Regions from separate parts of the Manis pentadactyla genome. Here region 1 is linked to region 2. The links are chromatin contacts, called in public Hi-C maps. All regions are on one chromosome and are shown on one strand. Each heading gives the region's core, a stretch centred on a gene start, on an enhancer-like site or on the middle of the called end of the contact. The rest is flanking DNA. Distances are from core to core; before and after follow the strand shown. Region 1 holds the start of PCSK4 (proprotein convertase subtilisin/kexin type 4). Region 2 holds the start of APC2 (APC regulator of WNT signaling pathway 2).

What was found. Hi-C and Micro-C count contacts between places; a contact is called where the count stands out from the background.
Region 1: a contact with region 2 is called in a Hi-C map of skin fibroblasts, with 3 times the contacts expected there. The contact joins the promoter of PCSK4 here to the promoter of APC2 in region 2. A contact is called at or near these places in 2 of 3 Hi-C or Micro-C datasets (fibroblasts and skin fibroblasts).

Annotation. Positions count from the first base shown.
Region 1 is chr12:1,459,608-1,465,092 of mManPen7.hap1, reverse strand. PCSK4 (proprotein convertase subtilisin/kexin type 4) reads left to right here and starts at 3,771. Exons shown (of 15, transcript XM_036890822.2): 1 at 3,771-4,136; 2 at 4,388-4,492. The coding sequence starts at 3,954. REEP6 (receptor accessory protein 6) reads right to left here. Exons shown (of 6, transcript XM_057489615.1): 2 at 129-222; 3 at 1-50.
Region 2 is chr12:1,328,151-1,334,147 of mManPen7.hap1, reverse strand. APC2 (APC regulator of WNT signaling pathway 2) reads right to left here and starts at 3,982. Exons shown (of 15, transcript XM_036889866.2): 1 at 3,845-3,982. The coding sequence starts at 3,898.

The sequences.
Region 1 (5,485 bases), core at 2,522-5,021, 130 kb before region 2:
TGAGCCACACAGTGTCGTCGTCTTTGGTTGGGCTCTCGATGGCTTTGATGCTGGGGTGGGAACGACAGGGTCAGGGTCTGCCTGCAGCTCCCAGACGCCCCCCTCCTGCAGCGCCAGCGGACACTCACGAAGCATATGCTGGGTACACAAAGCCAATGAGATTGCACAGCAGAGGCGCCCCGTAGCCAAACAGAAGATACAGGCTTAGCAGGGTGGCAGCTCCTGCAGGAAAGAGGGGTGTGGGTGAGGGTCTGGCACAATCCCACCCCAACCCCAGTGCCCCTGGCCTCCTCTTGGCTTGGCCAACACAGTCCGTGGCCCTAACTCCTCCCAGAAGCCTTGGCAATCCCTTCAGGATGCATCAGCTGCCCTCTCTGTGCCTGGGCAACACCCACCATGGCGCTGAGCCCCGTGTGTGCGGTCAGCGCCCTGTCAACATGTTGATCTCCCCCACTGGACTGTGAGTTCCCCAAGAGCAGGCAGGGCCCTGGTAGATAGTCACTGTCCAGTAAGTGTCTGTTGAATGAAAAGTGATCACCTACAATTTTACCTCCCCCTCCAGATCCTATAGGAGATACTAGGCACAGGAGGACAGCATCTTAAGTGGGGGCGGGGGGAAGCTAACAGCGAGGCCGTTCTGTTGTTTAGAGTTGATTTCCAGAGAGCAGGGAAAAGCGACCATTGCTTTATCTTGGTGTTGGGCTTCTCAGTCCTAGCGCTGTGGACACACGGGGCTGGTCATTCTGTGGGCAGCTGTCCTGGGCACCGTGGGGGTTGAGTGGCACCCCTGGCTCCCACCCACTTGGTGAAAGGGGCATCCCAGGTCCAGACAACCACAAATGTCCAGGCACTGCCGGGTGTCCTGAGGGGGGCAGCATGGCCCCGTCTGAGAATCTTTGCATTCCCGGGAGGCAGCACGGCGCAACGTGGGCTTCAGGTGCCCAGGAGAGACCCCGCTCCTGCACCAGCCTGCCACAGGACCCCAGCACTTCTCTGCTGGAGCCTGAGCTCCCCAGCTGCCAGCGGGGTCATGGAGTTAGCTCAAGGCGACCTGGCAGACCGGCTCCTTTCTACACATTCACGGAGCTCCCAGCAGTGCAGGCTCCCAGGAAAGCTGGCTGGGGAGGGAGGGTGCTGGGGCGCTCGCCACCCTGAAAGCAGTAATGGTAACTGCCGCATTTATTAAGCGCTTGTGTGAGGGCTCTGTCCTTCCCTGCTCTACCTCAAAGGCCAGAACAAAACGTTAGATGGGAAGAGGGGAGCACCTGGGCTCCTGGGAGCATGTACAGCCACCCTCCCCAGCACCCCAGGCTGTTATCTGCAGAGAGAGACAAAGAGGTGGTGTGTCACTTGTGGACCAAAGGGCACAGCCACCCACCCTTGCTCCACCTGCTTTAGCCTTTATCCCTCAGGTGTGGGGTCAGGTGAGGGCGGGAGCCTCCCCAGCTGGCCCAGGCACCGCCTCCTCTGGACCCGTGGTGGGGGACTTGGACATTCGGGCAGGTGGGGCCCAAGGGTTACCGCGTCTGGGGGAGGGGGTGGGGGAATGTCGTGCCCCTCCCCCCGGGAAACGGCTGGCTGGGGAGGATCGGCCCTCCCAGGGCACCTCTCCCTCAATCCTTAGTTCTGCAGCCTCAGCAGTAGGAGGATGACCTTGGACACAGGTGGAGGGGCCCAGCCCCAGCGAGCAGCAACAGATGGGGTGGGAGGGGCAGGTGGGGGGCGTGCTCCAGACAGGGCAGGAGGCAGGGGCAGCCTCCCACAAAGCCCCTGCCTCCCTGGGCCTCAGTTTTCACCCTGCGGCGCCCAGTCTCCCGGGCAGCCCTCCCAGCCGGCCCCTCCCTAGTGCTCTCTGGCCTCCATTCCCTGGGCGCTGGTGCCCGGGATGTGGAAGACCAGCCAGGAGGTCAAGGCCTGCTCCCCGGGTCAGGTTCCCGGCTGGGCTGACATGGGCTGGGCACTGGGGGCCTCAGGGGACAGATTTTGGACCCTCCCTGGGCTGCCTAGCGTGGGATCTGCACACAGAAAGTGCTCAAAACACGTGACCGCTCCTCACCCGGGGCCCTCCCCGCTCCACCCCGACCAGCGTGGGGACAAAGCATCCTCGGGATTCATTCCAGGGGGGCTTCCACGAAGAGCCTGCAGAGAATATGGGCCTGAGGCACTGAAAAATAGAGGAGAGAGCTGTTTTGAAGGGGTGCTTACTAGACAGTTCGGGAGAGCGGCACGGGGCATGTGAGTTCACCAAGGACCAAAGGGGAAGAAGAAGTTATGATGGGGCGGCTGGACCCCCTTTGTGCTGGGGTCCCCATCCCACCTTTCTCCACCCCCACCATGGCTGCCAAACAACCCAACTCAACTACTCCAGCACGGAGGGACAGAAGCCATTGGCGGGGGCAAAGGCAAGCCTCAGGGGGGGTCCAAGCGGGAAAACCGCGGCGGAGGAGCCAGGAGTTGGGAGGTGGGGGGGGTCCTTCTCCTCCAGGCCTGGTGCGCCCCTCGGAAAAACAGAAAGATCTCTACACTTGCTGGCCGGCTGGGGTCCATGTGGAAAGGGGCGGCGGGTTGCAGGGCACTGGCTGCCTACCCGCTCCCTCCCTCCCCCTGCCATCCCCTGGAGCTGGCAGGGCAACTGGAGGAACCGGACTGAGGCCTGGCGGACACCCAGTGCCCCGAGGTCGGGGGCAGAGGTTGGCCTCCTGCCCCGAGGGCCCGAGTGGGGTGCTCCTCACCGAGGTCACTTGCAGGGGCAGGGCAGGGGAGGGGCTGAGGGCAGACCCTTCCCCAGGACTTCAGTCCCCTGCCAAACAGCAGGTGCGCCCCGCCGTCTAGCCTGACCCCGCTGACGACACGGGCTGGAGGCGGCAGGTCCGCGGCCTGGAGCCCGGGCTTCAGTGCGCCCGTCGGCGAAATGAGGCGGCGGCCCGAGCACCCCCAGACGGCTCACCCGTGGCCAGGTACCGCTTGTCGACACCTGTCTTGGCTTCGAGCGCCCCTAGCGCCTCGGTGGCCAAGTTCTTTTGTTCCAGAAGGTGCTCGAAGCGCTGGCGCAGGCTGTCCATGGCACTGGCGGGCCCTGGGCTGGCAGCCCGAGCTCGATCGCCCCGTGCACCGACGCTGCAGCGTGCTTGCTGCTTACCGCGGCCTGCGGCTGCCTCTCCCCGCCCCCGGGCCGGTCTCCACTCCCGGCCTGTTCTCAGCCTCCTGGCCGCCTCGACCAATGGGAGGGCAGGGCGGACAAAGGAGGTGGGGCCCGCCCCGCCCCCTCCCCCCCCGCCGCATCGCCTACCCAAACGGGAGGGGAGGGGTGCGGAGCGCGGCGGCCGAGGAAGCCGATTGGCCAAGCGGGAGGGAGACGTAACAGGCGAGGGGCGGGGCCACAGCGGGGATTATTGGCTGAGCCATTGTGTGGGTGGAGCTGGGGGGAAGGTGACAAGCGGGCTGAGGCGGGTGGAGCTGGTGAGAGGGGCCATAGATCAGAACTGATTGGAGAAATAGGAAGGGATTCTTCGGAGCGAACAGGGGAGGGGCGGGGCTGATCATAAAGCTGGCAGGACGTAATCTGAGAGGGGTACAGGGCGGAGCTAAATCGAGGAGGAGGGACTTACTCGAAAGACTAGTTCTGGTTGGGCCACATTGGAGGGCGGGTTAATGTTAGAGGGAGGGGTGTGTAGGAAAGTGGGCGGGGACAAATAAGGGGCGAGGCCAGGCAGAGCAACAGTGAAAACACTTCACTGGGTCAGATTCGGATCATTGCATAAACTGGGAGACTGAGGGTCCGGGAGTTTGCGTCTGCGTGTGTTTCTTCCGAGTTCTGTCGGATCTTCGCACCCCTCAAGGGAGAGCCGCAAGGCCTTCTGGGAATTGAGACATTTCCAGGGTTGCTAAGGGGCTGAGTCCAACTCGGCCGTTTGCCCAGGGGGAGGGGCTTTCTGAGGCCCCGCCCCACCGTCATGCGTCCTGCCGGGTTTGCGATCTGGCTGCACCTAGCCTTGGCCCTCGTCGGCCACCTGGCTGTGGGGTGGGCCTCGGCCCGATCCCCCATCTATGTCAGCAGCTGGGCCGTGCGGGTGTCCCAGGGTTACCGGGAGGCCGAGCGCCTGGCACGCAAATTCGGCTTCGTTAACCTGGGGCAGGTGCGTGGGACCCGGATGGGCGGGACGGGGCGGGGCCTGAACGGGACGTCAAGGCGACCCTCGGATGTCAAGAAGCCCCAGCCCACCCCTGCCTAGGCCAACTCCAGTTTCTAGGACACCCAGAGCCCCCTCCGCCCCAGCTTGGGCACCTGGTTGGGGGAGAAGGCAGGCCGTGAGGGCTGGCCCCCGTCCTGGGAGGCTCCACCGGGCAGCCGCGTCCCAGCGATGGACTGCCTGCCCCACGTTCCCAGATCTTCCCCGACGGACAGTACTTTCACCTGAAGCACCGGGGTGTGGCCCAGCAGTCCCTGACCCCGCACTGGGGACACCGCCTGCGCCTGAAGAAGGAGCCCAAGGTCAGCCTGGCCTCGAAGCTCTTGGGGTCTGGCCACCTCCTTTTATTCTTGTGATTGTTACGAATGGCTGCGTGAACTCCGCAAGTCACCTGCTCTGAGTCTAGGTTTTTGCTTGGCCTCCGGTCTATACAGTGGGGACCCAGATGGGGGAGGTCTGTGGAGAGCAACAGATGGCGTGTGGGTGAGGTGCTCACCACAAGCCCCACACACTGTCAGCATTTCTGGTCACCCCCTTACCCCCTCTATCGCACCCTGAAAGATCAAGGTTCCCAGGTACCCCATAAGGAGCAGCAGATAAAGTTCTAACTCATGGGATAGAAGGGAACTGGCTGGCATTACGACAGCAGAAACAGGTCCAAAGAATAGGATTCCTGCCTTAAATCAGCCGATGAGGCCATGGGTGAACTGGGACAAGTACCAGTCTCCATATACTCAGAGAGGTGCCAGGTCAGGAAAAGGACTCAGATGCCACGTCAGGCAGTTGAGACTGAGTTTGCAAGCTTTGGGAAGCCATGGAGGGGTGTGGGCTGGGCTGGGGGCTGATCCTCAGGTGAGTGGCACAGCAGCCTGTGACCCACCAGGGGCACTGGGGACAGAGGGAGGCGGTTCGGGTTCAAGATGTGATCTCCACGAGGGAGGCCAGGGCTTGCCACTGGATTGGAAGCCAGCTCTTGTCTAGAGCTGAGCAAATTGGGAGAAGATGGTCCTGACTGCTGAGAAGGGGATGGGGGGACATTTACTAGTGGAGGTGTGGGGGAGGTAGATTAATGAAGAAGGGTGAAGGGCAGAGGTCTAAGGAAGTGCAGCCTGGGGCAGGCAGAGTAGTCTGTGCAAAGGCCCTGGGTGGGGGCACAGCTGTGGCTGCTGCAGAGCGGGCTCGTGAGGGCCAGACAGGCAGGCCCTGAGGCCCTGGGGCCAGGTGCTCCTACTGCCCTGGCCACCTCTGAGGGAAAAGTCCCAGGCACCCCATGGGGACCCCAAAGAGCAGCCCCA
Region 2 (5,997 bases), core at 2,733-5,232:
CTCCCTCCCCACGGAGGCCTCCACCATCCATCGGCTCCTGCACAGCCGGAGGGAACCTCTGAAAGTCACTGGTTGGACTCCACCCCTCCCCTGCTCCGACGCCTGCCTCTCACCACCACCACAGCCCTCTCCCCAGGCCTTCGCACATGCAGGTATCCGCTGGGAGCACCTTTCCTAACTCCTGCCATCCCTCCAGGCACATCTTCCTCCAGGAAGCCCTCCTGCCCGCCCTTCACCCCCAGGTTCCCTGAGAACTCTGCATCAGCAAAGCAAAAGCACCAACACTGGGGGTTCATCTGAACGGTGTGTGGCTGAATTTCAGGGGAGGACGGCACAGGGGGGGCCCAAAGGGGCCCTTCTCTCCCTCTGCCCAAACCCCCACTTTACAGAGAAGGACGCTGCTTGCTGCCTGGGGAGGTGTGGCACAGCCCCTCAAGGCAGACAGCAGGCCTGCCCGTGAGGCCGGGAGATCGGGGCTCTGCAGCCGGCGGGTGGGTGTGTGTCTAGGACCTGCGGCAGCGACGTAGCGCCCACCTCCCTGGGACTCAGTTTCCCCTCCAGCTCCACAGTGTGTGCCGGCGGGTGGAGGTGACAGAGACCCCCGACAAAGGCGGAGGCCGCACCCCCAACCCTCCATCCAGAAAAGAGCGCCGCTTTATCTTACTTGGGCTGGACTGGCGCGGGCGCCGGCTCCAGGGTCCGGGATCTTGGCGGCTCGGGCAGCGGCTCCGGGGCGGACAAAGCCCAGTCCAGGCCTAGCCAGGCGGCGCCGCCACTCGCGGCGCTGGGCGAGACCACCGCGAGCAGTGGAGGATGCGAGGTGCAGGATGCGGGGTGCAGGAGCGGCAGCCAATGGCGGCGCGGGAAGATGGTTGGTGCCATGGCAACAGCCAATGGCAGGCTGGGGTGGGGAGGGGCTGCGGCCTCGGGACTTCTGGCCTTCGCGCGGGTTCAGGGGCGGGGGGTGCGGAGGAAGGTTGAACCCCCCTAAGGGATGGGACTACGCGGCACCCACCCCATCCCGGGGTGAAACGGCCATTTAGCGCTTCCCGGAGCTGGATCCGCATAATTTAAGAGTAAAACATCTGGTCTTGGACGTTACATCAGAATCTTAGCAGGGGCAGGGGCCAGAACAGGTCCCCCCAATGGATCCGGCCCTGCCTGTCGGATGGGTCGGGGTGGACAGGGCTGGGGGTCCATGCTGTACCCTCTTCCCCAGGGTCCAGGCTGGCGGGGGTGGGGGATGGGCAGGCTCGCCTGGGACCGTGCATTTCTCCTCGTGTTCCCCGAAGAGCATCAGCAACTCCGTGGGCACTCGCCTCAACTCCATGCCTCCCCCTCCCCGCTGCAGACAGTTCTTTCCGTTGCTAGCCTGGGCACACTTCAAGGCCAGAGAAGGGGGCACTGGCCCCAGGAGACACTGGTTTGGGGCCTGCCTCTGTCTCTTCCCTGCTGAGGATCCAGGGCAAAATCGTCCACCTCAAGGCCCTGTTTTCCTCTCTGTGAAAAGGGGAGGCGGCTGCAGCCTTCGTGAGGATGGGCCCGAGGACAACAGGACGGGTAGCCAAGGGCACAGAGGCCAGGTGGTTCCCTCTGGGTCTGCGGGAGGCCCCCTGTGTCCTGTGCGGGCCCCAGGAGGACTCAGCCGGGGCTGCCCCAGAGCCTCTGGAGACGAGATACAGCCGTCCCCAGCCCACGCGGCTCATGGAGGGTGTGCAGTGGTCAGAGGGGCCCTCTGTGGATGCTGGGAAGGCTGCCCTGAGAGGGGGACACTGGAGCCAGGCCTCTTCAGGATGAATAAGGGCTGACTACGGGGTCAAGAAGACATTCCAGGCTGAAGGAACAGCATGAGCAATGCCAGGGGCTCGGAGACATCAGCTCAGTGGGTATGGGCTTCCAGTGGGGCCATGGGTGGTGAGGCCAGCCCGGGGCGGTTATGAAGGGTTTAGAGCAGGGGCAGTACCCCCGGAGGAATCCTGCGGCTGAGCTGAGCTGGGAGAGCAGGGTACACCTGGCAAAGCTGGAAAGGAGGCAGGGAGACGACAGAGCCCAGGCCCTGGCTTTGGCGGTCATTTCCCTGCATGTCCTTGGGCATGTCTCTCTCTGGTCTCAGTTTCCTGTTTTGCTCACTGGGAGGTGGGCTGGAGAACCCCGGTCCCCCCCACCTGCACCCCACAGAACTAAGACCTCCTCACATCCACCTTCCAGTCTCAGAGATCACTGCTCCCAGGCCCCACTTAGCCAGAACCTGACAGCTGTCAGGGGCTGGGGGCGGGGGTGTGGTAGGAGTGGAGGCGGATGGAGGGTTGTCCAGTGTCCACTCCTGTCCTTGTACACGTGAGGCAACTGAGGCTCAGACCAGGGAGCACGGTGCATGAGTTCACAAATGATCCTCATGGGGACTGAAATCCCAAGGCAAGATACACTTGTCCCCAAGCCTCCAGGACATCACACCTCTGACACCCCCAGAATCCTTTACCCTGTGTATTCTTGAGCCACAACAATATTCAACATCACTGCAAGTTCTAGAACAAGAGCCTTGGGAATTCCCACAGCCCCCCAGGACCCCAGGCGCAATCTTGGGGAGCTGAGCGCTTCCCAGCTGCACAGTGCCCAGCTGTAAGGTGGCCCCTTCCCAGGCTTTCTCCCTGGTATCCTCTATGCCCCCCACCGCTGCTAGGTCCTCCAGGAGAAAGCTGGACCACAGGGCTCGGTTCTCCTCCTGCCTCCCCACCCCACCCCACCCCAACCCCCCAGCACGTGGCCTGGCACACAACAGAGTCGCTCACGGCCCACTGAGCGTCTTCGGCGTTCTGAGCCTCCCCTCCGGCGGCTCTGCCCCCTGGATGCCCCGCCCTTCCCCACTGAGCCTCTGCGGTGCCAGGGGCTGGGGGCAGAACCAGGGGCGTCCCCACCGCAGAGCCGAGGGGAAGCAGGAAGGCACCAGGTCATCATGCGACCACAGGGATGTGGCGAGGGCTGGGTGACGGGAGGGCCCTGCCCCGGGAGGAGGGACTGCCACGGAGGTGGGGGAGGGGTGGAGTGGGGCGGTCCTGGCCGCTCCCCCGACAGGCGACCCGTGGTGGCTTGCAGGCCTGCCCGGGGCTCTGAGCCTGTTTCCCGGATCGGGAGGGGCACGCGGCCCGTCAGCACCGCGGACAGCTCCCCTCGGCCTCCGACCGCGTCCTCTGCGGCCGCCCCAGCCCGGTGCTCAGGTTCCCGCCCTGCTCGAGGCGTGACCTTGGGCTCCCCACCACACCCCAAGCCTCAGTTTCCTCTTAACTAGGGGATGTTAGGGCCCCAGGATTTATAAAGATGACGGAGCCGGCAGAGAGCTTGGGGGGGTGGGATGGATCTTACGAACATTAGCCTCGGCGAACGTCGGAGGCGGCCCAACCCTAGCAGCCCAGAGGAGGGAAACTGAGGTCCAGAGAGGTGCAGGGCGTGGCCGCCTAGAGGGAGGAGCCGCGCCCCGCCGCAGCCCCCACAGTCCCTGCGAGTTCCCAAGTCCGCGCAATGAGGAGAGGGCTGGGGGTCCCTATGAGGCCAAGGGCTGGGCCCCGCGAGGCCACGCTTGCGCAGACTGGGGTGTTGGGGGGTGTCCTCTGCGTCGCGGGGGAGGGGCTCCCAGCCCGGCTAGCAGGCCGAGGAGGTTTCCCTGGCAACGGTCTCCACGGCGACTGCGCGGGACCCCAGACCCTTCAAGTCCCCGTGCACGTGCTTGTGCGCCCCCAGCCGCCCGGACCTCCGTTCCCGCGGTCCTCAACCCATCCCCGGCTGCGTCTTTCCCTCCCCGGCCGCGCCCTGGGCCGACCTCCCGGCAGTCGGGACTCCCGCGCCCTACCTGGTCCCCGAAGAAGGCAGAGTGCAGCAGGCTCAGCAGCCCCAGGAGCCCCATGGAGCCGCGGAGTCCGGACCAGCCCGCGCCCCGCCCTCAGCCGCTAGCCTGGGGGCGACAGCCGGGACGCGCTGCGCCTGCGCGGAGGCTGAGGTGGGGCGGGGACTCAGGGAGGGGGGCGAATGAGTGGACCCCGGGGGCTTCACAGAGGCGGGGGTAGCCTCGGGGAGGTAAGGCTCGGGAGGGACGGGTGAGGAGGTCGGGAGGGAGAGATGGGCGGGGGTTCGCGTGAACAGAAGGGTAAGGGGCGGGGTTCTGGCGGGGTTGGGGGGCCCTGGAGCGGTGCAGGGGGGCCCGTGGGAGTGGCAGAGGGGCGGGAGGGGCCCCGCAAAGGATGGCGAGAAGGCGCGTCCCGCGGCGGTGGTGGGCTTCCCGCCTGGACTGTGCCGTGCTGCGGCCCGGCTCCTCCTCTAAGCCCGCACGGTTCATTAGTCATTCAGCAAACGTTTGCTGCACGCCCGCTGTTTGCCGGGGTCTGAGCTGGGCACTGAGGGAGGACCCCGATGGGGCGACAGCACACGGAAGCAGACATTCATTCAGTCATTTAACATTTACTAAGCACTTACTGTGCTGGGCCACGTGCGATGAACGGAACAGCCAAAAACCCTGACCGTGGGAAAGTGTCATTATAGGGAGAGCTACCGCCCGCCAGCAGGACGGCATGTTGGCCTCGGTTAGCGCTGAGGAGGAAACAGCAGGGCGGTGGGGGACTGCTGGGAAGGGCACTTAGAGACCCGAGTGGCGACTAAGTGGGAAGCGCACCCGCTGGTAGGAACAGCCAGTGCAAAGGAGGTGACGGGGCGAGGACGCAGGTCCTGGGCCTTTACCCCCGGGACGCTGGGCCGGGGGCCGTGGGCGCAGCAGGGACTTGGGCCCGGGGCTCACACGCGCCCTCTGGCGGCCGCGGGGAGGACGGACCGTGAGCAGTGCCGGCAAACGCGGAGGGGCCGCAGGGTGCAGTCAGTGTGGGGTGGAGGCGGATGGCGAGTGGGGGAGGGCGGTGAGGAGCTGCAGGGGAGTCCGGTTAGGTGGTGAGGACCCTGGCCCAGGAGGATGGAGGAGGGGGGTAGGGATGGGGTAAGGAGTAGAGAGATGGTGCAGGCACGGAGGGCCTCATTTGGAGTCCTGCTAAATCCTGGGAAGACAAACACGTGGCTAGAGAAGACTGGGGGCGCCACTTCGGCCTGGGTGGTGAAGGGCAGCCTCTGACAGCAGGTGCGGTGACTCGGCGGAAGGACATGGGGCAGAGGGCACAGCCCAGGCAGAGACTGGGCAGTAATAACAGAAGGGCAAGCAGGGAGGTGGGCGGCAGGGCTTCCTGGGCAATGAAGGGACTCCAGCATTCATCTGGGGCCTGCTATCAGGGCAAATCCATGCCCAGGCAGGAGAGGGCAGAGGCCTGGCCAGGTTGGTAGCAGTACCAGGAGGATGTGGTAAGTGGACAGATCCAGGACAGAGCTCTTGAGTCATCTGACTGGGGGCGAGTGACACAGGGAGGCAGGGGGTAGAGAGCCTGGAGCCCAGTGAGATGGTGGTGATGGGGCAGGTTTGGGAGGGATGGGGCACAGGCTGGGAGGGTCTGAAGATAGAACCTCGGGACAGGAAAGGGGGAGTCATATGCAGCTTGCGTCCAGCCCCAACTCCGCAAGGGCTCCTGGACAGGAAGCCACGGCTGCTGCACCTGCCTTGACCAGGACTCTGGGTTTCACTGGAACACTAATATGCATTGTCCCCTAACCATGTCATTGGCCATACAGATTCAGACTGCAGAAAATTAGTGACCACCACGCTGGAAGCTTCCTGTGAAGATGCAAAAGGCAACCCACACTGTGGGGAGCCTGGCGAGGGTCGACCCCCCTCAGTATTGAACACAAGGAGCTGTTCAGGGGCCAGCTGGTAATTTTGGCTGTGCAGGCCAGGGCCGGCCTGTTGTGGTATAAATTCACCATAACCCATGAGTGGGCATGGCCACGTGCCAAGTTTTATTCACAAAAACAGGCTGCAGCACTATGTACAATAGCCGAGAAATGGAAGCATCCTAAGTGTCCATCAGTAGATGAATGGATAAAGATGTGGTATATATACACAATGGAATATTA